Linked DNA regions of Mus musculus: all the other regions are linked to region 6. Evidence: chromatin contacts called from public HiCAR-type, HiChIP or PLAC-seq and promoter capture Hi-C data. All regions are on one chromosome and are shown on one strand. The core of a region is the stretch at or near the end of the contact, and the rest is flanking DNA. Distances in the headings are between cores, read along the strand shown.

What was found. Promoter capture Hi-C pulls out the DNA fragments that hold promoters and counts their contacts. HiCAR-type assays count read pairs that join an accessible place to other places. HiChIP or PLAC-seq counts read pairs in DNA pulled down with a chosen protein or histone mark.
Region 1: a contact with region 6 is called in an H3K27ac HiChIP or PLAC-seq map of SST interneurons, with 12 times the contacts expected there. The contact joins the enhancer-like site here to the promoter of Nxph1 in region 6. A contact is called at or near these places in 5 of 39 promoter capture datasets (cranial neural crest, embryonic stem cells, liver and 1 more) and 4 of 115 datasets of contacts at active chromatin or transcription factors (SST interneurons, astrocytes, embryonic forebrain and 1 more).
Region 2: a HiCAR-type map of astrocytes shows a contact between it and region 6, with 14 times the contacts expected there. The contact joins the promoter of Ndufa4 here to the promoter of Nxph1 in region 6. A contact is called at or near these places in 7 of 39 promoter capture datasets (cranial neural crest, embryonic stem cells, frontonasal cranial neural crest and 3 more) and 8 of 115 datasets of contacts at active chromatin or transcription factors (astrocytes, embryonic forebrain, embryonic midbrain and 4 more).
Region 3: a contact with region 6 is called in a promoter capture Hi-C map of hippocampal neurons, with 10 times the contacts expected there. The contact joins the enhancer-like site here to the promoter of Nxph1 in region 6. A contact is called at or near these places in 7 of 39 promoter capture datasets (cranial neural crest, embryonic stem cells, frontonasal cranial neural crest and 4 more), 1 of 15 datasets of contacts at CTCF or cohesin (pro-B cells), 2 of 484 Hi-C or Micro-C datasets (LSK cells and cortical neurons), 5 of 115 datasets of contacts at active chromatin or transcription factors (SST interneurons, astrocytes, embryonic forebrain and 2 more) and 1 of 9 other capture datasets (embryonic stem cells).
Region 4: a promoter capture Hi-C map of embryonic stem cells shows a contact between it and region 6, with 12 times the contacts expected there. The contact joins the promoter of Phf14 here to the promoter of Nxph1 in region 6. A contact is called at or near these places in 4 of 39 promoter capture datasets (cranial neural crest, embryonic stem cells, frontonasal cranial neural crest and 1 more), 6 of 115 datasets of contacts at active chromatin or transcription factors (embryonic forebrain, embryonic hindbrain, embryonic midbrain and 3 more) and 1 of 9 other capture datasets (embryonic stem cells).
Region 5: a promoter capture Hi-C map of stem cell-derived epiblast-like cells shows a contact between it and region 6, with 6 times the contacts expected there. The contact joins the enhancer-like site here to the promoter of Nxph1 in region 6. A contact is called at or near these places in 7 of 39 promoter capture datasets (the 3T3-L1 cell line, cranial neural crest, hippocampal neurons and 4 more) and 4 of 115 datasets of contacts at active chromatin or transcription factors (SST interneurons, embryonic forebrain, embryonic hindbrain and 1 more).
Region 7: a contact with region 6 is called in an H3K27ac HiChIP or PLAC-seq map of SST interneurons, with 15 times the contacts expected there. The contact joins the enhancer-like site here to the promoter of Nxph1 in region 6. A contact is called at or near these places in 8 of 39 promoter capture datasets (the 3T3-L1 cell line, cranial neural crest, frontonasal cranial neural crest and 4 more), 6 of 115 datasets of contacts at active chromatin or transcription factors (SST interneurons, embryonic forebrain, embryonic midbrain and 3 more) and 1 of 9 other capture datasets (embryonic stem cells).

The regions. Positions count from the first base shown.
Region 1 is chr6:11,533,769-11,537,580 of GRCm38.p6, reverse strand. No RefSeq gene overlaps it. Among named protein-coding and RNA genes, the nearest start is that of Ndufa4, 370 kb to the left of the region's middle. Within about 2 kb of position 2,445, at least 8 of the 459 cell types and tissues checked have an H3K27ac peak or open chromatin away from gene starts, as enhancers often do. A contact at or near this core is called in SST interneurons, where this site is marked.
Region 2 is chr6:11,905,181-11,909,043 of GRCm38.p6, reverse strand. Ndufa4 (Ndufa4, mitochondrial complex associated) reads left to right here and starts at 1,594. Exons shown (of 4, transcript NM_010886.3): 1 at 1,594-1,720; 2 at 2,936-3,024; 3 at 3,782-3,842. The coding sequence starts at 1,679. It also overlaps a transcript of Phf14 not described here.
Region 3 is chr6:11,592,349-11,596,497 of GRCm38.p6, reverse strand. No RefSeq gene overlaps it. Among named protein-coding and RNA genes, the nearest start is that of Ndufa4, 310 kb to the left of the region's middle. Within about 2 kb of position 2,352, at least 54 of the 459 cell types and tissues checked have an H3K27ac peak or open chromatin away from gene starts, as enhancers often do. A contact at or near this core is called in LSK cells, forebrain and hippocampal neurons, where this site is marked.
Region 4 is chr6:11,924,517-11,928,266 of GRCm38.p6, reverse strand. It overlaps Phf14 (PHD finger protein 14), which reads right to left and starts at 2,386. Exons shown (of 18, transcript NM_001168382.2): 1 at 1,975-2,386; 2 at 1,430-1,540. The coding sequence starts at 1,975.
Region 5 is chr6:11,946,297-11,950,349 of GRCm38.p6, reverse strand. The region is part of intron 4 of Phf14 (PHD finger protein 14); the gene reads right to left. Among named protein-coding and RNA genes, the nearest start is that of Phf14, 22 kb to the right of the region's middle. Within about 2 kb of position 2,024, at least 22 of the 459 cell types and tissues checked have an H3K27ac peak or open chromatin away from gene starts, as enhancers often do. A contact at or near this core is called in stem cell-derived epiblast-like cells, where this site is marked.
Region 6 is chr6:8,948,479-8,952,548 of GRCm38.p6, reverse strand. It overlaps Nxph1 (neurexophilin 1), which reads right to left and starts at 2,530. Exons shown (of 2, transcript NM_008751.5): 1 at 2,242-2,530. The coding sequence starts at 2,295.
Region 7 is chr6:11,304,443-11,308,478 of GRCm38.p6, reverse strand. No RefSeq gene overlaps it. Among named protein-coding and RNA genes, the nearest start is that of AA545190, 330 kb to the right of the region's middle. Within about 2 kb of position 2,233, at least 13 of the 459 cell types and tissues checked have an H3K27ac peak or open chromatin away from gene starts, as enhancers often do. A contact at or near this core is called in SST interneurons and oligodendrocyte precursor cells, where this site is marked.

The DNA of each region.
Region 1 (3,812 bases), core at 1,196-3,695, 2.6 Mb before region 6:
CCTTCCCTTCCCTTCCCTTCCCTTCCCTTCCCTTCCCTTCCCTTCCCTTCCCTTGGTCCTTTCCTCCTCTTCTCTTTTCACTTCATCTCCCCTCTTCATTTTCCTATCCTTCCTCCCTTTTCTTCCTTCCAACACAATGTCTTACTACACAAGACAGGCTGTCCTGGAACATAATTTGTAGTCTTTCTTGGCTTTTAACTTGGGTATTTCATACCTTAGCTTTCCAAGCGCCTGGATTACAGGTGTGTGTACTGGATGCTATCTGCTGTTGACATCAATTGTGTTCTACAAAGGGAAGGGGGAGCCAGTTTAAGGCAAGCTGCAAAGGACAGGTAGGAACCAAGGTCAGGCTATTAATCATGAAGTAACTGGTGGGCTCAAGCAGCTTCCAGCAACAAAAGCTTTTCGAGAAAATTCTCTTCCTCAAAGTGTTACAGCTCTATAAGACACTCTCAGACAGTCCTTGATGAGATAACTTGTGTGTGTGTTTTGTTCCTTTTGAATAGGTTCTTATACACATTTTGGGGTGGGTTGGGGTCTAAAAGCAGATGCTTTCTATTGGCTTGGTCTGAGATGTTAGGGATGCCTCATCTGTATGTGGAGGGGTTTTGGGCACTGCCTCTATGTGACTGTCACTGTCATTTCCATGGGGTGTTATGGTCCAGTGTTCCAGGACAGGAACCTGGTCAAGCATAAATAAAATTCCTACTGCCCTCAGGTATGAGTACCAGGGTATCTGAATCCACTTGAACTTACCAGATTTTTATATGTTGTGACACAGTTCCCCTGTCCTCAAAGGTGTGTACTCTCTATTTAGTTACTTTGTAAATATTACCTACAGATCAAAATATGTAATGTTCTGACACCTTCACGGATACCTTTGCTCCTGGTGACCTTCCACCTTAGCCTAGTATTATTTATTCCAAGTATTCCTAAAAATTTACTTTATGTTAGTAGTCATATAACAATGGTTTGTGTGGTTTTGTCTGTTAAATCTTTATAAAGGGGTTCATGTGTGAAGTTTTGTTTGATGAGTTATTTCTTGTTTCAGCCAAAGTTTCTTCAATTATTCTGTTCTCATAAAAATATAGTTTAAGTCATTATGTATTATGCATGATTCTTTATGATAAGTAACTCACTGCTCTTCTACCCTAGGGTATAACTATAAATACTCATAACATTTAGCCCTCACTATTGAGCAAGCGTGAAGAAAATTTAGAACCAAATGGGAGCCATTGCTTCACATTTCATGATTCTGTATGCAATCTCTATTTTAAAATGCCTCTTTTATTATTATAAATATATTCCTTCCTGCCTAATTGTAACATCCTGAAGAACAATTATTGCCAATTGAGTTCATGGCACTTTAAAATAAGTAACTCCTGTGATTTGAAATGAGTGAAACAGTAATTCTATTGTAGATAGAATATTACAAAACTATTTCCTTAAATCTTATCTCCTCTAGTATGTATGGTCTTCTGGGGCTTGTTATGGATTTACTTTGAATGCTGATTGATAGAAAGTTCATCTTGGAGTATAAATTTAAGAAAATGGCCACAAGTTATTTTAGTATTCTTAGGACAGCAGTATAAGAACACTGAAAATAGTTTTGGAAAGAAACTCCAAGTATTACTATTCATGTAGTAGGAATATGTCCATGTCTATGTCCTGTCATTATATATAGAATTCTGAAGATGGATTGGAAACCATAACATGAAATTTTGCCTCCTATCCTGGGAAAACTATTCAAATACTCAAAGAGAGCTAATATGAGGATTAAGTGAGATGACGTATGAAAAGCATACAGATTTCAATAAATGTTGGTGCAGTAGGGGCTCCATGAGAAAAAAATCAGGTAAACTTTTATCTGTGCTGTGTGTGCTTAGTAGTGGTCCATCAAGGGTCTGAATCAGTGATAACTGCAATGACAGGGAAGACTTGGCTCCAACACTTCATTACACTTCTATTTTTATGGGGGATTTCTTCATTTCCACTGGAATGAACAAGTCAATATGCATGACTTATTCTGCAATGAACTTTGATGAATTTTTCTAAGTACATTAAAAATGAGTTGCATCCTTCTCTTAATGCGAGAAGCCCCTATACCTACACTGATAAACCCTCTGATGCACATGTAAGAAGGCTGGATAATGGGCATGAAGGACAATCATCTATATGTATATATAGAATAGATTTTTGCTTGTCAGTAATAACTCTGAACTGCCTACAGCATTCACTGTGCCTCTTAAAAGTCAGGTATTGTACTGAATTCAAAAATTCTCTTATGCTGAGCAGGGAAAGGAAAAAAAAAATCAAACACTTTCTGAATTGGGCCCAAATATCCAAGGTTAATTTTCTGAGAAAGCTGCAGCGGCTAGATAAGGCCATCCCCTGCAAATTAGTTTTGCCTGCCTGGATTACAGCTAAATTTATGCAGCTTGCCTTATCCTTTCGAAAGCGCCTCTGAAGTGTCGTAATTAACTGGCACACATAAAGTGAACGCATTTTCTGCTTGGTGGCAGCCATTCCTCATTTCATCTCCATTCTAACCCAAACGGAAAGGTAGTTTCTTATTCTTACTGTTAAAAACACACATGGATGCACTTGTGTGTGTGTGTGTGTGTGTGTGTGTGTGTGTGTGTGTGTGTATGTGTGAGTGAGCACGCATACAGGAACACACTCTCTAATATTATACCTCCACAAGTCTTTGAAAACAATCATAAAACAGCTTCAGAATGCAGTCTGAAAATTTAAAGAGGCAAATATACTGCTGAGAGAGCAGAGAGAAATTTTTCATAGATTGGAAATAAAGAGAACAGACACCTTTTATGAAGTGGCTAGACTTTTATTTTGTTCTTTTTTTTTTTTTCTTAGTAAGACTTGAGGTTTAAAACATTTCTTTTGTGCATTCCTTGTGTAGTTGAGTATCAAGGGAAACTAAAAAGCTTACTAAGAAATGGTGATACATATTTCTCTCTGTTTTGTTTTTATTGCTGTCTTTATATTTTATATCACACCTTTCATTTTTTAATATTAATACTACCACAAAATTTATTTTCCTAAATTATCACAAGCAGAAAAATCAATAGGTATCTTTTTGAAGATCTGATTTTATCTTTACATTTTTATATGTATGCACATAACTACATGCATGTACACTATATGCATTAAATTAAGTGTGTGTGCATAAATCACTTTGGTTAGATAAATTTTATTTTATTGCACAAAAGGCTAAAACAGTTAGTGTGTCAATATCGAAGAAAACCTTTGTCACTGTCTTCCTTATTGTCCCATTTGACTTTTTCCAGTGGTGATTGGACAAATTCAGATCTTCTAGTGAATCTTGCCGACACTCTTCATTATGTTGTGTTGTGTTTTAGAACACAAAACGTGGGGACTGAAGATGATCAGTTACTGCTGCACACTTTTCAGGCTCACAGAGTCAATAACGAGTGCTACCGGGAAATGCTTTCTTACTTCAACCACACTTCCATTTTTCTTTGGCTTCACTTCCTCCTCTAGTTATGGGGAGGATTAAATGAGTTACTATATTTAAGGTGTTCAGCTCTGTGCCTGGCACACAACACATGTCCAGTAAATGATAGCTGCTCCTCTTTAATTCTCAGCAGGATGTTGCTCCCACGTTAGATTACAGATCAGGCTCTGCTGTTTACACAGGCAACAGCTGCCTTCTCCCTTCTTTATAGCAGGAGAAGTACATCCCATCTTCATTTTGATTACTAAAAATTCTTTCCATTTCTGGAACCAGGCAAAAGAATACAAACCTGTCCTCATTTTAGTGACGATGTCCT
Region 2 (3,863 bases), core at 345-2,844, 3.0 Mb before region 6:
TTGCTCAGTTTGATCCTGAGTCTTTTCTCACTCTATGTCCTACTGAGGAGACAGAGTGAGGAAAGTAAAGTGACTTGACTTTAGCAGTCATACAGCTCATTTCCTAAGAAACAAAACCACTCCATCTATTGTCTACTCTAGATATTCTAGAGTATTCTGCTCTCGAGAAATACCGTGGGTTTTGCATACACACTCATCCATTATTTCAGTAATTGGCATGGATATGTTCACAGCTGCTCACCACTAAAGTTCTGATTTACTCTTTTTTTTTTATTCTTTTTCACTCATTCACCCATAACCATCCAACTATCAAGTTCTGTTGATACCACAAAATTTTCTCTGATATTTTTGGTGATTTTTTTTCCCCAATCAGTACATTCCTCCCCACCCCCAGGACAACTAAAAATTCTCTCACATGGACAACTACAATAGCCCTTTTATCTACTCCATTCTTCATAGCCAAAGGAATTCTTTTCAACCATATAATCTTATTGGTGAACTTCTGAAAGTCCTGAACATAAAGTCCTTGCATAAGTGGTCCCTGCCTCGGATGTGGCTCCTACTTTGCCTTCCCTTTTAAATGGTAGACTGTGTGCTTCATGCCTTCATGTGAATTGTCTTCCTTATACACCGCCACCTGAAGCCTGTACTGGGCTAATGCTACCTGTTCAGTTTAGCAGTTTCGGCGAAACCCTCTCCTTATTATTTGAAACGTTTTAACATGTGTAGGGAGTCCAAATTGTTGGCTGTGATTCGAAAGTGCCCATTAAACCTGCCCCAAGGAAGAACTTTTGGGTAAAAGTAAATTTGCAAAGAGATAAATGAACATTGACTTAGGATGGTAGAAAAGGTTAAGTTCAGCAACACGGCCAATGAAGATACTTTTAAGGATTCAATATCTGGACCAAAAAGAGATGGTGGCATGTTGCAAAACTTCTTTGGGGGGCGACAACTCTTCAATAGTGCCACGACCTAAGAATCTAGAAATCACATTGTAGAAACTATGGCCAGCTTTAAGTCACTTACTAGTGTTTCAACTTCTGTCCCTAAGCGCCAGTGAAAGTCAGGAAGCAGCTGCAGTCTTAAACCGCAGCCGTTGACCCCGGCGGCTGGAGACTCGACCTGTCCTGCGGGATCTGGGCGCTGAGCCTGCAGAGGCGCCTGGCAGCTCCCTCCGGGGCCCTCCGGGCGGCGCGGCGCGCGCCCCACACGCGCGCCCCCAAGCGCGTCCACGCGCGGCCCTGGCCGGGAGGCGCCGCTAAGGAAGCCGCGCCCGCCGAGCGCACTGCCAGCGGACCGCCGGATGACCCTGGTCTATACGCATGCCGTCCTGAAAAGTGCCTGTCTCACCAGTCGAGACGCTCTGCCTGCTATGCAAAAAATAAAAAAATAAACCTATCAAAAAGATGCATGGTGGAGAACTGATGGATCATGAACTCAAAAATGCGAAGAAGTGGTCGGGACATTTAGGGCAATCGCGCGAGGGCTGACTACCTATTCAGGCACCTTAGAGGACAGCCGCATCCGGGCTTTCCTGCTGCAGGCTGCCCTCAGCGCCAGGGGTCCTTCAGGTAGGAGGTCCTGGGTGACTTTGGACGTCCGCTCAGCCAGGTTGCAGAAGCGGCTTAGCGTGTGTCCTAATCTTCTCTCTGCGTGTAGGTAGGCCTGTGCCGCAAACATGCTCCGCCAGATCCTCGGGCAAGCCAAGAAGCATCCCAGCGTAAGTTCACGGTCTTTGCCAGGGTGGCCTCTTAGCTGTGGTTGCTCCTGCCCGTGTCCCCTGGGGACGTTCTCTTTTCTCTGTTCCTTGGGGTTACATTCTGTTGTTGGGATGACCTGATTGCTTGAAGCCTCTACCTGGGGTGGAGGTGAGGTTGCCTGAAGCAGAAGGTGGCAGAGATCAGGGAGAAAGGTAAACATTCTGAGTGTTGGAACACTGTGGCTCTCAGATTACTTGGTCCCAAGAGGGGTGAGTGGTACGTTGAGTGATTAGAATCCAAGAGAGGCCAAGTTTGTTATGCTGCTCTTTGCGGCTTTTAGAGTCACTGCATTGCACCACCAAACCTTCAGAAGTGCAAGGGATCGTCATCGTGTAATCCCCACTTTGCTTGGAAAACTTGACACTGGCAAAATTGATTTAAGTTTTCTTGACCTGTCACTTTCGTCCAGTATAGCTCGATAGAGGATGCTGTGTACCTAAAACTCCCACTGATGGGCCTTCATCTTTGCCTTAAGCCTGGTTTTCTAAATACTCAGCAAAATTAACTGCAGTCTGTTTTCAGAGTTCATTCCTAAAACTAGTGCTTTTAATAGGCATTTCTGTCCGCTAGTTATGCTCTTTATTTCACAGAGATTATGTTCACAGAACTTTTGGTTTTTCGAGACAGGGTTTCTCTGTATAGCCCTGGCTGTCCTGGAACTCATTCTGTGGACCAGGCTGGCCTCAAACTCAGAAATCTGCCTGCCTCTGCTTCCCAGTTGCTGGATCAAAGGTGTACGCCACATTGCCTGGCTCACAGAACTTTTAAGGGCCACTTTTCAGTAGTTCCCGAAGAGATTCCGCTCCCAGCCTACCAGGGAAGTATATCTCGTTACTTCCAGGGAAGCAATGAAATTTAATGGGAATGCTGTTCAAGACTTACAGAGGTGAATGTACTTGATAGGATTATTTGTTCATATAATTTAATCCATGTAAGGAAGTTGGACTCTTAAGCCAACACCATCCTGATGTCTTTTTACAGAGATCATGCCTTTAGAATACAATTGAAAGAAACACTGCTTCAATCCAAGTTCAACCGTTATTCCCATTGTAGGACAAATTAGCCAAATAGCAGATTTAGAGGTTGGCTTATATAGAAAGGAACCAGTGTGCCCTTATTTGGACAAGATCAAGGGATGTGATGATGGCTACTCTTCTTTGTCTATTTGTTTCTAGTTGATTCCTCTCTTCGTATTTATTGGAGCAGGGGGTACTGGAGCAGCACTGTATGTGATGCGCTTGGCACTGTTTAATCCAGATGTCAGGTGAGTGTAAATGCTTTAATATTTGGATGGCTAATCATCTGGCTGGGGGCCCCAGTCACGGGAGAAGTCACAGAGTAGAAACAACTACAGTTTGTAGCTTTGCAGTCAGCCCAGGGCTGCTGACTTTTACTTGGCTGGCTTCGTGAGCTCATCTCAATCTCGCCTCCCCAAGTTGTAGTTTCATATTGGTCAAGTAGAATTGCTAATACCAACTCTTACATTTTGAAGGTTGGATAGCACTTGAGGTTTTTTTTGTTGTTGTTGTTTGTTTGCTTGTTTATGTTATGGCTGGAGGCATCCTCACACTATACATCTGGCCGTCCTGGAACTCACTGTGTAAATCAGGTTGGCCTCTCTAGTGCCGGAATTAAAGGCATGCACCATCATGCCTGACAGCAGTTGCTTTTTATGAAATACGTAACCACGATTCCTGTTGTATGTGAGTGTAACCTACTTTTTCCTCAATAAACTGGTCTTTTTTTTTAGTTGGAAAATGATAAAAGCCAAATACAAACATTTCTGTTATAAAGACAGGGATGTAGACAGATATCCCAAAGAGTGGTGTTCTGTGATTTTACCAGTTACATGCTTGTTTACCTATAAACTCTACTTCTGTTTAGCTCTGTAATGAAAGTAATGCCTAATAAAAAGTGAGATTGACTTATTCAAAGTACTAGCTTCTAAGGAAGTATTTTTAAAATACTATTGTAAGTAGTGTTTCATTACTATAATAATTACAATATTTTATCCATTTTAGCTGGGACAGAAAGAACAACCCAGAGCCATGGAACAAACTGGGTCCCAATGAACAATATAAGGTAAGGTACAAAGTGGTTAAA
Region 3 (4,149 bases), core at 1,103-3,602, 2.6 Mb before region 6:
CATAGTTCACTTTGGCACATTCTTTCAAATAGAGGAATACCAAGTAGTCTTAAGTTCACGTAAAAGCTCTTGATTGTGTATTTGTGAACATTGGCATGCACAAGGAGGTCAGACGTCAACCTTGGGTATCACGTCTCAGGAGTGATCCACCTTGTTTGTCTGAGACAGGGTCTTTCATTTGTCTTTGACTCAGTTTTTAGAGAAGGCTGGCTGCCCACAGCTCAATGGATTCTTCTGCCTCTGCTTGCTGATATTGGTGTTCCTGGGTAGTGTTACCATGCGTGCCTCCTTAAAAATGGATTCTGGAGGATTAAACTCAGGCCTTCATTCTTGCTTGGTAATCACTTTACCTACTGAACGATTTTCCAAACCTTTATATCATTAACGAGATAACAGTAGTGTGCTACAAAAGCTAGCTTAAGTTATATTTACAGATTCATAGATTTTAAAAAGTCAGAAAAGTGAGAGTTTTCACTCATTTGGGATATAAGTAATGAAACAGTATAAATTTTTCTTTCTCTGGCTGACTGCTTGCTTTTAATATTTATTTATTCTTTGTTATTAGCAAGGTAGTCCCAAAGAGATGTTTAGCTATTTCTTAATTTCCTTCCTTCCTTCCTTCCTTCCTTCCTTCCTTCCTTCCTTCCTTCCTTCCTTCCGTCCTTTCAAAACAATGTACCACTGAATATTCTAGCCTGTCCTCAAGCAGGGCAGCTTTCTGCTTCAGGCCTTCTGAATTCTGGGCTTATAGTCAGCCATTGATACTTGTCTCTTTATTAAACATTTTGAGACTTGAAACTTGGGTGAGTGTATTAAGTACTGAACTGTTGCATATATTGTGACTTTGCATCGAAACTGGGTTTCTTACAGCCCTAGAAAGTCTTGACCATGTAACTTCTGCTTCTCTTGCCCCAACCTGGAATTATAGGATCACAGGTATTATCCATTTCTGCACCAGGCTAATCTTTTTTTTTGTGTGTGTGTGTGGCATTTCCATTTATTTTAGTTTGAGGAATTTCATTTAAGGGAAGTGTAGGCATTTTATTTTGAAAGCTTTATTTCCAGCAGCTTCTTTTATGACTCCTGACCTTTATGTCCTATTTAGAAAGTCTTTTCCCTGCAAAAGACCATAAATTTACCTACCAAAAAATCCCTCTGAAATTCATGGCATTTAAAACTTTAATTCATTGGAATTTATTTTGATTGGTATAGTATGCTTCCAGCTATTTTAAATTATTATTATTTTTTATGTAGACTACAGGAGCTCACACCTGTAGCAGGGGATCTACATGGGTTCAAACAAATACAAAGTGCCAGTAAGAAACAGTCCCTGTGCACACAGGAAGGCTGGCACAAGTCCCTGCTCCCTCCTGGCGGCCCCTTCACATCACAAGGGGGAGCCTTCGTGCTTTAGCAAAGACTTGCCCAGCCAGCCCCTCTATTCCCAGCTTTTTGTGCAGCCTAGATTTGTTTCTTTTGGTCATGCAAAACAATGTATTGAGATGGCCATATGAAAAAGAGTGTTCTACAAGGTAAAAATCCTAAATATTGTTGAAACTGATTAAGATATATTCTTCTGCATAAGGAAGAGGTTTAACATTTATTTAATTATTCTTTCACTCCCAAGACAGTTATTGAAATATACTTTCTTAATAATGGAGTTCAGATCTGTGTTGATAGCTGAGGTCTTAAAGTGAAAAATCTAGGCAGCCAATTCCCCACCCCCCTTCTTCTGAATTTGCAATAGAAGCCTGCATGTGTCACAGATAACATAATGAATACTAACCAGTACCACTCATTCCATATTTGTTTATCAAATGATCACACTATTTAATTAACTAAACATATTTTAATTTACTCTCACTTGTTGGTATCATGCAGTTGCAAAATTTTGTTACCTCCACATTTGTGGATCTAAGGCAACTGCAGAGTATAGTCTATGGTGTCCAATCAATAGTAGATTGATATTGTCCTAATTTTTTCCTCTGTATAATACAGAACACTGTGGCTGTTTTGAGTGCAAGCTGCTTGTACTGTGACTATCATTTGCACTTTACCTTCTAGAACATGCTATAAGAAATGTACTCTGTCAGGCTGTCTCTTTTCCTGGCTCTGAAGCATATGCATTTATGAATGTTCAGATGATAAGTGTAGTATAAATGTGAAGTCCTCTCAAAAGACGGAAAAGGGCTCCCAACTATTCTTCGAGCACATATCCAAGGCTAAACATACGGCCCTGTCATCACAATTTCCTACATCCCCTTTCTTGTGGTTTTAACCTTCTAGTTTATTTATTACTGGAAGGCCTTATCTCTCCAGCCTGCTGCTCCAGACTGCTAGGCCAGGATGCAATGAAAACATAAAGCAAGGGAACCGCGGATGATCGTAAAATAGAAGGGAAATGGCCACAGCCTCCGCTGTGCTGCAGCTGCCCAGGTTTTATAGCCTGAGCCAAACCGTTGCACAGTGCTGGTCATGCTTAGCTCTCTTTTCATTTGGCATCACCAGTGAACCTTAGACTTCGCGAATGTGAAGGTTGTTCACCGAATTCCAGGAAAATTGTCAGCCGAGGAAGAAGAGAAAGGATATATAGCTGGAGGACCTCAAATGCCAAGATGCCTTTTAAAGGGCAAACAGCCTCTCCGGTGAAGAAATGTCATGCAATGAGATATCGGGCAGGAGGAGGGTGGAGGGGAGTTGAGAAGTCCTCTTTTATGTTTTCCCTCCTTTCCAGTGTATCCCCTTTAAGAAGTGATCCAGCCAGAGACTTGAGTCCCCTGCTGGTTGACTGAAAGTAGCAAACTGGGTGACAGCTGAGTCAGTTCTTTCTGGGAGCTCATCTGGCATGTGTGTGCCAGGGTTTTTTCAGGCTGTGCCAAAAGAGAAGAATGACTTCACTAAGTCTGAACGCGCTGCACACCCTCAGTAAACAGTATCCTAACAATACAGCGTTAATATTTTTGTAGCAGTAATAACGATGACGGTATGTTTTTGATCATCAAGTTCAAAGACACATTTTGAGTGCTAACGTATGATTTTCATAAAGGCCGAGTAAATGGTACTTGCAGTGGTCAGCTGACTCGAGTGTCGATCGATACTCTCATTTTAGAGGAAAAATTTCCAATTCCTATTGCAATGTAATAAATTTAATTGTTCAATGTACCCACAGCTAGAAATTTACGTGTGTAGAATACAAACCTAAGGAAATGAAATGCTCTTTATTAGGTTTTGAAAAATTAAAAAGGTTAAATAACAAAAGATACTACTCGTATTTGTGGGACTAATACAATATTTAGACATATGAGTATAATGGATAAAAATCATCCAGAAAAGTGAGGATATCTGTCCCACCAAATATCATTTTTTGTAGCGATAATATTAAAAAATCCTCTCTCCTTTTTAAATATTTATTTATTTATTTATTTATTTATTTATTTATTTATTTAATGTATATGAGTGCACTGTAGCTGTCTTCAGACACACCAGAAGAGGGTGTCATTACAGATGGTTGTGAGCTACCATGTGGTTGCTGGGAATTGAAGTAAGAACTTTTTTTTTTTTGAGAATTTTCTTTTTTTAATTTTTTTATTAGATATTTTCTTCATTTGCATTTCAAATGCATCTCCTTTACTAGTTTCCTCTCTGAAAGTCCTCTATACCCTCCCCCTGCCCTGCTCCTCAACCCACCAACTCCTGCTTCCTGGCCCTGGCATTCCCCTGTACTGGGGCATATAATCTTCACAAGACCAAGGGCCTCTCCTCCCATTGATAGCTGACTAGGTTCTAGGAGAACAGATAGTGCTCTTAACCTCTGAGCTATCTCTCCAGCCCAATTCTCTCCCCTTTTAAAAGGAATATGCTATATAATGAATTATAGTTACCCTCTTTTGTGATACCCATTTACCAGATCTCCATAACTTCCTCTTCCCAGACTCTGGTAAGCACTCTTCTACCCTTGCTTCTTTGAAGTTGAGTTTTTGACTTCCAAATATGACATGTGGTACTCAGTTTTCAGTGTCTAGCTTATTTCACTTGATCATAATATTTCCCAGATCCATCCAAATTCCTTTACTTTATCTACTGTTAAAGAATGAAGGTGATCTAAATAGACACTAAGAAGGAAGTTGTCAGAGATGGAATTCTAAGCAG
Region 4 (3,750 bases), core at 1,137-3,636, 3.0 Mb before region 6:
GAAGGTTAGAAAACAGTTAATCGAGGTAATTTTTTGAGTGTTGACGGCTGGCGTGAACTCATTAGTTGCCACAATTGCCAGGCCATTTTGATTTGAGATTCTATCAATCCACTTTTAGCGTAGTCGGACCCACTGGCTATCAGTTTCTGAAGAACGTCATGAGCAGTCCTTTAAACTCAGTTCCTCTATGACTGTGAAGGAGTATCTCCTACATGAGCTATTATAAAGTTAAACGAGATTCTGTAGCAAATCACAATGCAAACTGTCTGCTGATGCTGTTAAGAGTAACACAATCCAAGGAATTTTTTGTTTGTTTTCTAAGACAAGGTTTGACTCTGTAGCCCTGGCTGCCTTCCAACTCGCAGAGTTCCTCCCCACTGCTAGGATTAAAGGCATGTGCCAGGAGTACCTGGCTGATGCAAACTAATTTCATCTCTTCTCACCACCTTTAAAAAGAGAGGTGAGAGTGTCGGAGAAAAGGAGCAAGACGTTCCAAACTCTCAGACTGCCTGATGGGACGGTAACATGTCAGAGGGGCTGGTGCATGATGGGATATTAAACTATGTCAGACGGACTGCAAGTGTGGTCTAGCAGCAGAGCCTGTGAAAGGCCCTGCGTATGCTCCCACTGCTTCAAGATAAGAGCCTCAGAAGAGCTGAACTCAGACAGGCTTTTATCTTATACTTTATCTAAATGTTCATCAATGGGAGCGAAATACAAAAAGGTCTTAATGTTCAGGTGTCCACTGATGCTTTGCAGATACAACAGCCTGTATCATTCTGTTTCTCGGGTTGCCTTAACTGAAACTTAATACATTAAGTACACAGAAGAAGAATGCACAAAGAAAACCTCTAATGTTCCCTCTCTGCTTTTAAACTATGTGAACATACAAGTTCACCACCTCTTCACATCACTAACTGGAATAAGCAAGCACTCAAGGCACTGGGCCACGGTACCTGCTGTTTTAAAGCACAAGGTTTCCTTGGGCTTCATTGTTAGCGAGCTCGTGCACAAAAAGAACTCCCCTAAGTATGCCTAGGGGGCTGATATGGGAGTAACACTGCGCAAGAATATTGTGGTCCATATTATTCATAATATACTCTTCTACATCTGGGGTACCTCAAGTCTTCACTCGAGTATATAAGCATAAATATAGTTTAGGGTATAGATTGGGAAAAATGTTTCTCCTTTTTGAATAAGGCTTCCTCCCTACCAGCTAACCATCTGAGTAAATCTGGACGGAAGCAGAAGCCATAGTAGGTTCTAATGAGAGGTTCTTAGGTTAATGTGAGAAATTAAATGACCAAAATAAATGGTTTGTGTGCACAGTAAATGAACATTTTAATCAAAAGTCTCAAAAAAAAATTAAAAAGTTAAAAATGCAGTGAACGGCAGAAAGCTGTGAAAGGGAGAGAAAGCAAACATTTACCTGAAGCATCTCCAACTTTAAAATCACTGTCATCTGAACTATCATAATCAAGAGCTTCCAGGAGAGAAGCGGCCAAAGGCTTCACCTGCCTCCTCTTGGAGCTGCGATCCACTGTTAAGAGAAAAAATTACAATCATTTTACAATCTCACCAAACAGGGAGAACTGTGATGCTGGGGGAAATAGAAATGACTTCGTGCACTGCACGGAATCTCCAATTGACTTCTCCACACTGAGCTTGGTGGGAAAAGTTGGGTTTGGGGGCGCTGGATGCAGAGAGCCTGGCTGCCCCTGACGTTAGGCCAGGACCAATGCAAACAGCCCACATCCTCGCAGACCCCCGCCTAACTTCTGACCACTCGGTAATCCCTCACTCAGACAACGTACGGCCACGCACGCTATCTCGGAAGCCAAGGGACCACGGAGCAGCTTCCAGCAAGGGTCCGTCTGTCTGTCTGTCCTGCAGGACCCACCCGGCCCTCCCTGCTCAGCACCGCCTGACTTGAAAGGAGAAGTGGCGCGGGGCTGAGGCCTCGGAGACACTTACTAAGGAATCCGTGAGGTGGTCGTTTGGAGAGCTAGGGAAGGCTGCGAGAGGCAAGGCAGCAGGGACGCGCAGAGGACCAAGGAGACCGGTCGGAGAGCAGCTACCGAGGCAGGGCGCTGCGCCGACCGAGCAGGGGCGACCCCGGGGGTGGGCTACTGTCCCTCCCCACGCCCCGCGCCCGCCCGCCCGCCCGCCCGGCGCCCCTTCCCCCGCGCTCCCCGGCCAGGGGCGCTAGGCCCGAACCGGCCGCCCTGCGAGGGGAACTGCCCCGGTAAAAACTGGAAATAAAAAGAAAACTTTATTAGCCTGCACCAGAAGCAACAAAAGACCCAGAATTTGCACAGCGGAGGGCCTTCTGTCAGAGACAATAGGGAGAACAGCGACCCGGATACAGCTCCGACAAGGAGGAAGTGAAAGCCGCCGCGGAAACGCCGCCCTGGGCAGCCGAAGCTGAGGGCGCATGCGCGCACTCGCTCCCTCGCCGGAACTCAGTAACTTTAAGAATATTCACAGATTCTCTAGTTCCATCCATCTGCCTAAGAACTAGTCATTGCTGGTGGGAGTGAAAACTGGTACAGCTACTATGGAAATCAGAGTACAGGTTCCTCACGAAGCTGAGTCTCCATCTACCTCAAGATTCGACTATAACACTTGTACTTCCTAGTTTTGTGTATCAACTTAACACAAGCTGGAGTAATCAAAGGAGCCTCCCTTGAGGAAATGCCTCCAAGAGATCCAGCTGTAAGGTATTTTCTCAAATAGTGATCAAGCACTGAGGGCCTAGCCCATCATGGGTAGTGCCATCCCTGGGCTAGTATTCTTTGATTCTATAAGAAAGCCAGGGGAAGAAAGACAGTAAACAGAACTCCTCCATGGCTTCTGCATCCACTTCAGCCTCCAAGTTCCTGACCTGCTTGAGTTCCTGTCATGACTTCCTTTGGTGATGAACAGCAATGTGCAAGTGTAAGCTGAATAAACCCTTTCCTCCCCAACTTGCTTCTTGGCCATGATGTTTTGTGTACGAATAGAAACACTGACTAAGACACCACTCAGACGTTGATATTTGCTCATTCATGTCCATTGCTGCTCTCTATATAATCACCAAAATTTAGAAACATTATAGATGTCCATAAGCTAATGGTTGAATAGTGAAAATGTTTTATAGTTACACAATGGAATATTATTCAGCTGTTAAGAAAAATGAAATTTGCAAGAAAATGGACAAACATAGCAAAAATTATCCTGCGTGAGGTAACTAGGACTCAAAAAGACAAATATTCCATTTTTCAAAGTTAGGAACATAAGTTAAAAAGAAAAGAAGAAAGACAACTATTTTGTGTAACTCCAGTAAGTAAGTAAGCCTCAGAAACAAGGCAGACAGGAGCCAAGCCCAGGACTGGCTTTAATAGGCTAATGAACGAATCTGAAGGTGAAGTTAAGATGCTAGTGAAAAAAAAGTCTAATGGGGGTGGGAAATATAGAGAAGACAACTAACACTAAAGACCCCTTCAAAAAATATATGGAAAAACTGTTTACCACTCTACAGGGGCCTGGGATAACAGAACCTAAAAAGAAGGTAGACTAAGTTCTCATGCAATAGCTAACTTTATTCAGAACATCAGAAAATTTAAACTGTAAGAGTTAAGAATCACAAGAGTAAAGAGTCCAATTGCAAGGAAAGCTGCACATGTCAAAAATGTCTTTTCCTTGGTGGTAATAAACAAATAACAATAGTTAGCTGTGATGGATAAGCTGAAATAAACTCACTCCTATTCA
Region 5 (4,053 bases), core at 775-3,274, 3.0 Mb before region 6:
CCAAGCCATTCCCAGTTAGTGCATGCACTCTCTCCCTCTCCACCCATCCTCCACCCAGCTTGTGCCTGCGGATCACATGTAGTCTCTCAGCTACTGCTCCAGAGCCATACCTACTTGCTACCATGCTTTCTGGCCTAATGGGCATGAACTATAATACCGTCTGGAACTATAACTCCAAAATTAAATGCTTTCTTTATTAAGTTTTCTTGGTCCTGGTGCCTCTATACAGCACCAGAAAAATAACTAAGACTAAATCCAATCCCTCTAAAAGCAAAAATTACTAAATGGGGTTACATCAAAGTAAATATTCCTGGTACAAAGGGAACCATTAAAACAGAGTACAGAGACAATTAACAGAAAGAAACAAGATTTTTGCCATGTTTTTATCTGACAGAAGTCCAAAATACAAACTATAAAACAAGAACTCAGTAGCCAAAATCCAAGTGATCTAATTAAAAAACACGGGAAAATGACATGAATACAAACTTTTCCAAAGAAGATATACAAATAGCCAATAAATATATGAAAGACATGTTCTGAATTACTAGCCATGGCAAAATGTAAATCAAACCTACAAAAATGTAATACCTTGCTCCAGTTAAAATAGCAATTTTTAAAAAGTATAATAAAAGTGAATACTGTGGAGATGTAGAATATATGAAACAACTCTACACTGTTGATATGGAGGGTCCTTAAAAACTACCCGTAAACCTATTCTATAATCCACCTAGCCACCTCCTACCTACACAGCCAAAGAATATGAAGTCAGAATCCAGAGTTATTTGCATGCCAAGTTTTAATATGGCACGATTCATAGTAACTAATATATATTCTGCATAGGTATCTGTTAATAAATGAATAGAGAAAGAAACCATGGTGTACTCTTATAATGGAGTACTATTCAGCTATGGAAAAAAATAACATTTACAGAAGTCTTTAAACGGGATGAAAAATGAAAGATATTAAAGACAATAAGCCAAATACAGAAAGACAATGTTCTCTTAATATATGTAGAAACTTAAAAGAAGTTGGCTGGCGGTAGAAGAGGAATTTATAGGAACTGAGAAGAGTACCAGAGGGCAGAAAGCAGAATAAATGAGCATAATCAATAAGTATTTCTGCATAAATGAAAACACCACAGTGAATATCACTAATCTGTACAAGTTATGTTAATAATAAAATAAATACAATGAAAACAAGATTCCATGACATTTTAAATTATTGAATTAGGATGTTCACACATATGACCAGTTAATTAATTATACAATATGAAGATTTACTCAAGAGTGGAAAAACTATACACTTTTTTACATGTCAAATAGTAGCCGGCTCTCAAAAAATACTTGAAAGAATAAGTCCATGAGCATCACACACTTTCTTACCCTCCTCTTCCTTCTATGACAACAGGGCTGTGACGTGGGAGAAGAAGTCAGTGCACTGGGTTGTACTGATACACAGGATCTGGAGACACAATGGAAGCAAGCTAACCTCCTGTGCATGAAAGGACTATCTAGGCTAGCTAACTGAGGTGAGGAAACCCTTTGTAAAGGTACACTAAAAGTGGTAAGTAACATTCCACAAGATGGGGTCCTAGACGGAATAAAATGGAGAAAATAAGTGAGTACCAAGCACTCCTCATTCTGTGCCTACTGGCTGTTCATAAAGTTGGGCAGTGTCTGCAGCTCCTGTAGCATTGTCTTCCTCGCTATTATGACTGGACCCTATGCAACTGGTTGGGAGCCAAAAGAACCCCTTTCTTCCTGAAGTTGCTGTTGTCATGTATTTTCGCCTAGCAATACATAAAGAGACTAATACAACTAGTAATCATTAGCAAATGCTCCAAAGGAGTTGAAACTTGCACTGTCATCAGACACTACAATGAATTACATGTTGAATTAAGTTTGGCCCCCAAAGATTCCTGTTTTGAATGCTTAGTCATGGTGAATGGCATTATTAGGAGGTGTGGCTTTACTGGGGGAAGTGAGGCTTTGTTGGAGGAGGTATGTCATAGGTGAGCACTGAGGCCTCCTACGCTAAGGCTCTGCCCAGTGTGAAAGAGCTCTTCCTTCTGGCTGTCTTCTGATCAAGATTACAACTCTCAGCTCCTTCTCCAGCACTATGTCTGCCTGCATGCTGCCATGCTTCCTGCAATGATAATGGACCACACCTCTGAAACTGTAAACTAGTCCCAATTAAATGTTTTCCTTTCTAAGAGTTGCCTTTATCATGGTGTCTGTTCACAGGAATAAAGTCCTAACTAAGAAACACGTGAAACGCTATTATGAAGCTTTAACCTTCTTTCTGACTCACATGGCATTATTACCTATCTTGACCATCTTATTTGTCTGCTTTGATTCAGACTGACATTTTAGTTGTTTCTAAAATTAAAAGCTACTTGAAAAGGTAGACTTGTCTTTAATGAGGCTATTTATCTAAAACAGAGGTCACATTTTTGAACCTTTAATTAACCTGAAAGATCTCAGCAGAACTAACATGGTATCCTTATAGAAATCTGTGTTTATTTGAACAATGAATTTATTTAAAAAAACAGTTCCTGATTTCAAAACAATAGGAAGAAGTGTAGGTATACAGTTCACTGACAATGTGTCTGTCTAGCATGAGCCAGGGCTTCTGGTAGATACAAACCAGATGGAGAAGCACATGCCTGTAATCCCACATCTCAGGAGAGGAAGCAGAGGATTAGAGTGTCAGGGTATTTAAGATACACAGCAAGTTCTAGGTCAGTCTGGGATAAATGACATTCTACCTGTCACAATAATCAATCAATAAATCAACAAGCAAACATATACATGTGCACACATACACATACACACACACACACCGCTAGGGTGTTGATAAGTGCCCATTATAACAACTACCTGAAAGGCTGAGGAAGGAGAGTGGCAAATTAAGTGACTGGCAACATAGGAGACTATGACGGTTTGAAGGAGAATGGTTCCCATAGGCTTTAATGTTTGACTACTTGGCCCTCAGTTGGTAGAACTGCTTAAAAGAATTAGGAGGGGTGCCTTGTTATAGGAGTTGTGTCACTGGGGGTAGGGGTGTGCTGTCTCTGTCTGTCTGTCTACTTCCCACGGTAGATAAGATGTGAGCCCTCAGTTACTGTTCCAAGTCCATGCTTGCTTGCCTGCTGCCATGCTCACACCATGATGGTCATGGAGTCACTCTCTGAAACTATGAACCCCTATTAAATGCTTTGGTCTCTAACTTGCCTAAGTTATGGTGTCTTATAATAGCAATCGAAAGTAACCAAGACATAGAATCTGTCTTAAAACAAGAAAATAAAATTAAGTAAACAGGGACCAGAGCACTACTGAATGGAACAATGCTTACTAAGGAGGTGTGAAGTCCTGGATTCAATTCTCAGTACCAAGAAATAACAAGAGAAAAAATAGGATAGAGAAAAAGTTCCTTCTGAATTTTCAATGGTAGTATTTCTTGGTGGGCTCAAGTCACACACCAGACAGAGCCTTTAATCCCAAATCTTAAGAGTTGGGAAGCCACTAATCAGGGTTTACAGCTGGTCTCAACTGCATGGAGTTCAAAAACCAACTTAGGCTACACTACTTAAGAACCTATCACAGAAAAACAAAAAGATGCATTAGAATCAAAGATGTAAAACATTGAAATCTCAAAGCATCTTCACTCCATCCCCCCCTGCCCCCAAGTATAGAGTAAATGAGAAACTGCATGTTCACCCATCTCCACAGACCAGGAAAACATAGGAGATTAAGTAAGTGGTCAAGGTAAATTGAAGACTGCAGGGCTGTTCAGGTGAAACCAATTTCTGATGGAAGAAAATGAAGATCTAGTAATGTAGAGCTTCTTTTAAAAAGCTTCCAAATGCCAAACTGGCAGCAAAATAGCCCATGCCTGTAATTCCAGCACTCAGAAAACTGAGGCAGGAGAAAGTCTGTAAGTCTGATGAACAACTAGACTACCAAGATCCTGTCTCAAAAGCCGGTGGTGGTGGTGGCGCATGCCTTTAATCCCAGCACTTGGGAGGCAGAGGCAGGTGGATTTCTGAGTTCA
Region 6 (4,070 bases), core at 1,281-3,780:
CTGAAAGATCGTCTTGGGCCACAGCCACCAGTCTTTTGTTTTTGTGGTGTGTGTGGTTTCTAATCCCCGACACACAAAACAACTTTAGATTGGAGAGAAAAGAATGGACTTCTAAATCGCCTTCTCTTTTTTATTGTTCACATTTCGTATTGTTTTGAGTGAAATTGGAAAAATTGTCTCCTTTCTCTGTATTGCCAAAAGGCATTCAGGTAATGAAGTCTGTAACTAAACGGTAATTGAATCAGCATAATTTGCACACTGAATGGTTTTCAAATGCTCCCAGTTTACAATTAAAGGAGAATTAATGCGCTTGTTGTTGAGAATGCCGGCGCATTAGAATAAATCCAGCACTGTTGTTGTAATGAGTGGAAAACGGTTTAACTGCCAACAAACACATTTAAAATTTAACACAACGTATTGATTTCACTTCTGCTTTTGATAGATTATTTTCCAGACTATCGAAATACTCGCTTCAAGCAATAAACTGGACCATAGCTGAGAGCCCTGGCCTTGGGTGTGTGAGCACAGCCCAAGGACATAAGACAGTCCAGAGGTTCTAATCATAAGGTGTGCGGGAGAGGAGGGGCACGGTTGTTGTACCGATCAAGGGAATCAAAGGTGTTCCTCCCCTAAGACTTTCACTTTTTTCACTTTTCACTCCCTCCCACCTTACCCAATTTTAAAAATAAAAAATAAATTAAAAAGGCTTTGTTTTCTTTGATGGAACTTTCTGCCCTCCAACTCCGGGTCTTCAATGTCAGTGGGCTTACGGGACACAGGTGAGAGCGATAATGACCGAAGGTGGGCAATAGGAAGGACACCTTTTGCATTCGTCTGCATTCTAGCGGGGAAAGCACGGACCGGCGACAGTCTGAAAAGCTGTCTTTTGGATTGGCTGCCCTGGCTTTCACCTGTTTACCCCCAAGGTGTCCTGTGGGCGAGGACATTGATGCACAGCGCCCTCTGGCGTCTGCTTCTGCTACAGTCAGGCGATAAAGGTGCAAAGACTGGCAACGCTGAGGGTTCTTGAGATGCAGCCGGAAGCCGGAACCGGGTAAATACACGTACTCACACGCGCGCGCATATGTACCGGATTCACAGAACTCTCAGCCCCGCGATCGCAGGCGCCAGAGCTAAGACCGAAAAACACGGCCACTTGCAGGGATAGCACAGTATCCGGGCTGGTGGATTCTGAAGCTCTTGGGAATGAAAGACACTAACACCACTCTTAGTCCCATTTATCCAGCCGGTTTAGAAAACTCCAGCTGCTACCGCAGCGCCTGCGCTCCTCGCCCCTCCACAGAACACCTTGAGTTTTCGGTGCACTCCCGTGGCCCGGAATCTGCTGTGGAGTTCAGAACACTAGGCTCAACCTCGCCGGCAGAACGCGAGTGTCCCTGGCCCTCTGAGAAATCAAACGCGGAGAAAATATCACACTCTCCTAGGCTCGCGGTGATGCCCACAACTCCCTAGCCACACAGAGCGATTCTCCCCGCGTCGGTTCTAAGATTGTGTCAAGTCCAAACCTCCGAAAACTGATTCTGGAGGAACCTGGACAGGACAAGATTCTCTCCCTAGTGACAAGGCTTGCCATTCCCTAAAAAGAAACCCCTCACTGAAACTATGCTTCTGTTATTTAATGGCAACTGGACCTTGGAAGGCGAGAGAGGGTTATGTTTGCAGGTGTATCTCTGACCTAACTGCCTGGTCGTTTGCTATGTGTCTGGCGGATAAACTTACACCAGCTGCACCCCTGTAAGTCTCAGGGAGTTACCTGCACTTTCTTGATGTGCCACAAACCCAAATTGGGGGCGCTGGGGCAGTGGGGCAGTGAGTAGATTCCTGTTCGGCTCTTCAAGCCCACCTCCACCCCCTTTCATTTAAACTAGGTGGGGGAAGAAGTGCTGCTAAGAGTTTCATGATTCCCAATACCTTTCTTCTCCCCTTCCTCCCAAGGCATCCTCGCCTACTACCTCCTGGTTTCTGGACCTGTAAGGTCCTGTTAAGAATCATGATCCGGGAGACGGAAAATAGAGCAAAAAATGAGGATGAGAGCCTGAAAAACTCTCGCAGGAATCCAAACCAAAGCTTCCCAAAGTTCTTCCACTCTCTGGGAACACTCAGCTCTCACTGAACTGGCGGCCTCGCCCTCCCGCACCCCCCCCCCTCTCACCCCAGTTGCTTGGCCTCCAGGCTAGGGAGGTATCTCAAAGATGCCGGACCGGACCGATCGCCACTTACCAAGTAGACGGTGGGCTGCAGGAGGAGAAGAACGTACCAGCACGCAGCCTGCATCCTCCCTCCTCTCAAACTTCCTTGGCGGTGCCTTGGCTGAGTCTTTGTTCCTTCAAAAACATAGATCCACCTGACATCCACTTTACAGAGCAGGGAGCGCTCTCAGCAGCCTAGATACAAATGAAATTAGACATCCCATGACCACGCGGACAAGGCTGACGATCAAGCGAGGGGAAAGGGGCTCTTGGTGTGGAGTGATGGAGTCAAAAAGCTTGGAAGGGGGACGCAAAGATTGGAAAAGCGAGCCAATCCAGCTCCAGGAACAAGCGAGTGCGGTCCGCAGGCGGGCGGGCGAGCGAGCGGGCGGGCTTGAGCGGTGGCAGGGGGTTCCCAGAGCCCGGCGCGTCTCGGAAGCCAGCGCCCGAACGGCGGAGGCCAGAAGGGGTTAGGCACAGAGAGAGCAGCTCACAGGCTGGTTAGGAGGCCAACTGTCTCTGGCAGCCAGACCTGCCCTAGTGTTTGAAGGCGGGAGGCTGGGACTAAAGGCGGCGGCTGGTTCTTCGCCAGCCCTGGCAGGGTTCACACACGTACACAGCAGCAGAGAGAGATAGCAAAAGCAAGCGAGCAAGAGACTGAGAGAGGGGGGTGCGGGCAGGGCAAGGGTAGGTAGAACTGACCCGGATTAGGTACCCGTGAAATGGGGGTGGGGAGGGGGGTGCAATTTGCATATAGGAAAGCGGGGCTCAGTTTACCCATTTGAACCTCCTGAAATACAGATAGACACCCACAATCACATCCCTAGCACTACTTTTTTGAACGAAGGGGCACAGCCAGTTGCTAACTTCTACAGTAGAAACCTGTCTGGGACTCTGAGGGTCACCTATTAGACATGCCTTATGCCCAAGAAGAGTTTCACCCCGCTGTCCCTTCCTGGTGATGACCACCACCCTGCCCCAACGTGTCCCTGCCAAGAACGGTGGAGGCGACCGGTACATACCGCACAGGACTGGAGGCAAATGCAGCGAGCAAGAACCGCTCTGAACAGGCTCCATGGAGGAGCTACTACGGCCTGGAGTCTCCAGCGCCCGGGACGTGCCCTCCCCGGAGCTCCGTCTCCATGCTCGGGCGAGGACAGGTCCAGCTGCCTCGTCCAGCCTTGGCGGAGTCGTTGTCCCAGTGCCCGGGTCGCGATCCGGATTGGTCCGCGGGAGCCTAGGCTTGGCACAGTTGAATTCCCGGTGCAGGAAACTTAAGAGGCAAGAGAAGGAGGGGCAGGTAGAGAAGACGACGGAGGAAGGAAGAAAGGGAGGGAGAGAGACGAATGCGCCCGGTTGCTGCACCCGACCGACCCGGACTGCCTGTGTTGGCACTGACACCAGCAGCCTAGGACTCCCGGATTTCCGCGGTTGCCAGAGGATAGAGAATGACTTAAGGGGAGGAGACTGGGCAAGTCCTCCGGACTTGAACTTGAGCGATAAGACCCGAACCTTTCGGAAGAAAAAGAAAGCCACACAACAGGCGCGATGAGTCCCAGTTTCAGAAGGGGTGTGGTGACGAAATTTTGGAAGCTGCAAGCACAGGAAGCAGCCCCAGCTTTACCAGCAAGGCTGGAAAGCCCCAAGGCGACTAAGGATTGGTGTCGCGGGCGCTGTCCGAGGTCCTGCCCGGCCACGGGGGGACGCTCCGCAGAGCGCGGTTTCAACTCCCCGCCGCGACTGAGCGGTTTTCTCTTCCCGGTCGCGGCTGGTCGAGCCTACAGCCGGGACACCAACAATTACATTGACACGTGGGTGAACGACTCCTCAAAGACTAATTAATACCGCGTGTAAATAGAT
Region 7 (4,036 bases), core at 984-3,483, 2.4 Mb before region 6:
TTTCATTCTAAATCAAATTATATCATAATAAAATAAAAATAAATGACAGAAAACTGTACATGTGTGTATGTATAAGTAGTATACTATATCTCTGTGTATCTTTAGCTATGATTAATAATAATTACTCTTATGACTTAGACTCCTTTTAATGTTCAATTTCTACTACAACTTGGAGAATAGAACAAAGTCATTACCAAATAAAGAGTCTTTGTTTATAGGACTTCAAATGAGCTATAAGCTCATAAGCACACTATAAGCAAATGCGTTCTAATTGATACGATACACTATTTTACTATTGGACTTGTAAGATTTTACCTGTCTTCATAGGTAAAATGAACCACTATATCTGATTTCTTGAAGTATTAGGCAATGGCTTTCCCAGATTCACTGTACCATGTGGAAAAGAACATCAGTTTTTGTCTTATTATTAACATGACTCCTTGCAAGGCTCACCTGAGTGCTTTGGTCCCCTGTCCTTCCACAGGTGTCTCTGCTGGGTGCTCTGGTCTGATGTTATTGCTTCCATATCAGACGCAGGCATGAAAGTCTTGCTCCCAGCAAGGAGCTGAGCACTTGCTGGCCAGCTTCCCAGATTCGCCATGTATCATTTCTTCTTTGCGCCCTGCAAATTTCTAGCAGCATGTGAGGGGACAGACACCACTTAAAGCATTTACAGCACCCATCCAACTCTTCCCATTGGTTTTAGAGCGGTTTTTCTGGGATGTTAGCTTCCTCTCCAACCTACTTCTTACTAAGTTTTTCCATAATGCCTGCATCCGTTCTCACTCCCACCTTTATTATATTAAATATGGATAATGTTTTTCTCAGTGAATTTTTCAAAGTAGATTGTAATCAATTTTGTTTGAGCATAGGGGATATTGATATCAGTTAAGTATATAACTTTCATTAAAAAAAACAGAATATTTAATCTTAGCCATTCTGACTGGTACGAGGTGGAATCTCAGGGTTGTTTTGATTTGCATTTCCCTGATGATTAAGGATGTTGAACATTTTTTCAGGTGCTTCTCTGCCATTCGGTATGTACCCAAGGAGCTAAAGGGAACTGCAACCCTATAGGTGGAACAACGTTATGAACTAATCAGTACCCCGGAGCTCTTGACTCTAGCTGCATATGTATCAAAAGATGGCCTAGTCGGCCATCACTGGAAAGAGAGGCCCATTGGACACGCAAACTGTATATGCCCCAGTACAGGGGAACACCAGGGCCAAAAAAATGGGAATGGGTGGGTAGGGAAGTGGGGGGGAGGGTATGGTGGACTTTTGGGATAGCATTGGAAATGTAATTGAGGAAAATATGTAATAAAAAATATAAAAAATTAAAAAAAAAACAGAATAGAATATACTTTACTTGGCAAGACTCATCAAGGAACACTGTGATAACATACTTTGATGAAGTTTCAGATCTCTGAATTTTGCCTGCTTTCACACAATTTGCCTACAATTTTAACATTATATATGCTTCTAAATATGCTAAACCTAATCCAAGGGAGCCTTGCTTATCACATGAAGGACACACTCTAAAGGGATTGACATATGAAAAGACATCAGTTTTTCTCTGGATCAGTCACAAAGGCAGAGGAGACTGTGCAAAGGCTGCAAGTCATAAGGGGGTCATTTTCATAGCCCAGAGCCTTGTGTAGGAGACTCATGATCCTGGGAATTAGAAGGATGATCTAAGTAATGTTGGCAGCATCAAACAGTGGCAGCTCTCATTGTTAATCCCCCTGCATTCACCTGGAATCTGAAGAATGTCTGTATCTCTGGGACTGGAGTGGAGCTAACTGGGCCAGTGTGCCTGTCTAACATCTCAGCTCTGCAAAATTGACTGAGCACTTGGGCCATATTCACAGGCTTCCCGTGGAATCACTGAAACAATCAGAGAGCATTCATTTCCTTAAATAGTTATACATCTTTGGGAGATTTGAGTCCCAATGACTCTATCATTCTGCTCATCAAAATACACTGGGATACCAATAGTCAATTAATAAATGCCTTAAATCAGACAAGTGGCCATTTCACATAATAGTGACATTCATGCATTTGAAGAAATCATAGGCGCAGAATAGCAGCAGATGTTTTTCCTTCCCACTATTGACAAATCAGCATACAGAAGCCTCTCACTGCACTTGGAGGAATTTAGGTCAGTGTGAGGAAATCAGTGCACATTTAAAGACTCTTTGTGTGTGTTTAAAATATGTTATAATGTTTTAAGAAACAGCCTTTCTTTCTGAGATGCTGGTAAGGCTTCTGCAGAGAGCTGCAGCTGTTCAGACGCATTCAATAGGATTGATTCAACTGGGAGGGTGGCATTGCAGGGGAAGGAAGGCTTCAGAGACACATGGCTATGTACTAAAAACATTTTGGAACCAAGATTTCAGGTCTAGAACAATAGTATCCAAAGTGGGGTACCTCTCCCAAGGACTAAGTAATGAAAAGAGAGACTGAAACTCCTGCTCATATTTGTTCTTTGTGTTTTATATTATATTATTACACTGATATATTATTGTTTGCAATATGTAGAATAGATTCTATTGTTAGACCATGAATGTGACTCACAAGGTTAATGTGAATGCTAAATGATAGAATTTTATTTATGCTTTTGTTGATGAGGTTGCAGATTAATTTATACACTCCTAAGTATGTTAAGCTGAGTTTGCAATGAAGAAAGAGAAGCCAGTATCCACTTGAGGGTGACAAACAGCCTCCAATAGATAGGTTGCTATTGGCTTACAGAGTCCCTTGGATAGGATTTCAAAACAGGCCTTGGGCTAAGTACATCTCTTGGTGGCCCAGAATATACATTAGCTCATTCCTTTGTCCTCCCAGTGCTCTGAGACATATCACATCCTCATGTAGCCGCCTGCCTCAGGCCCACGAAGCATATTAGTGAGGGCCTATCTTCTTTCTGTTTCTCCTCTCCTCATGCATCGTAGAGTTTAAAAAGGTAACAAAATTACATTCTTAGATCTAATAAAATATCTTTGACATAAATTTAGATATCTGGAAGAGAGAGCAGTGAAATACTTAAGAGACAAAATACGTAACTGTGGGTACGAGTGAAATGGTTCATCAGGCAATAGCTACTGCTACCAAACATAATGAGCTACGTTACAGCTCTAGAATTTACATGGTAGAAAGAGAACTGATTCCTCAGAATTTTCCCCCAGACTCCGCATGCAGGCATTCACAATCATATACTAACCATGACACTTGTTTGCCCTCATCCCTACACAGCAATTGTTTCTTTTCTAAATCTGGCAATTTTTTTTTAATTAGAGGATTATTTTATATGTATGGATATTTTTGCTGTCTGTTTGTCTGGGTAACATGTGTGTTTCTGCTGCCAGCAGAACACACCAGAGGGCACCACATAACCTGAAACAGGAATGATGGAGGTTGTAAGGTATCATGTGGGTACTGAGAATCATATCTTGGTTCCTAAAAGAATAACCAGTATTCTTAACTGCTGAGACATCTGTTCAGACTTGATAGATAATATTTTCAAAATATATACTAGCTTATTTTGGGATGCCTATGATTTAGATTAGTATCTGTGTCAATCATTGCTAAAGAATATCCAATAGAGTGGTAAAGAAAATTGAGGCTAGAAGAATGATCAGAGCTAAACTAATAAAAGTGGAATAAAAAGCCTCATGTGTAAATTGTTTTATATTTGTATTTTCTTAAAATCAATATTTTACTCATTTAAAGTAATTAAAGCTGATATTTTTAAACTATAGCAAAAGAACAACATACTAAATGACAGAAGGGTTGAACTTATAGTCCCTGCAAGTGCTTGTCTCTGAGTCTGCTTTGTCTGTTTTCAAATCAAGGAAGCAGACTGTGTGGTTTATAGATAGCTAAAATGAATCCACCAGGCTATGCACATAGGAAGGTTATAGAATTTCCACTGCCTGTAAAGTGAAGTTATTAAAGATAGTTAGACAAAGGTCCATTGTGACTTAGGCCCACCCTGTGGAATCCCATCAATATCAAAGTCAATGGATTCCCTCCC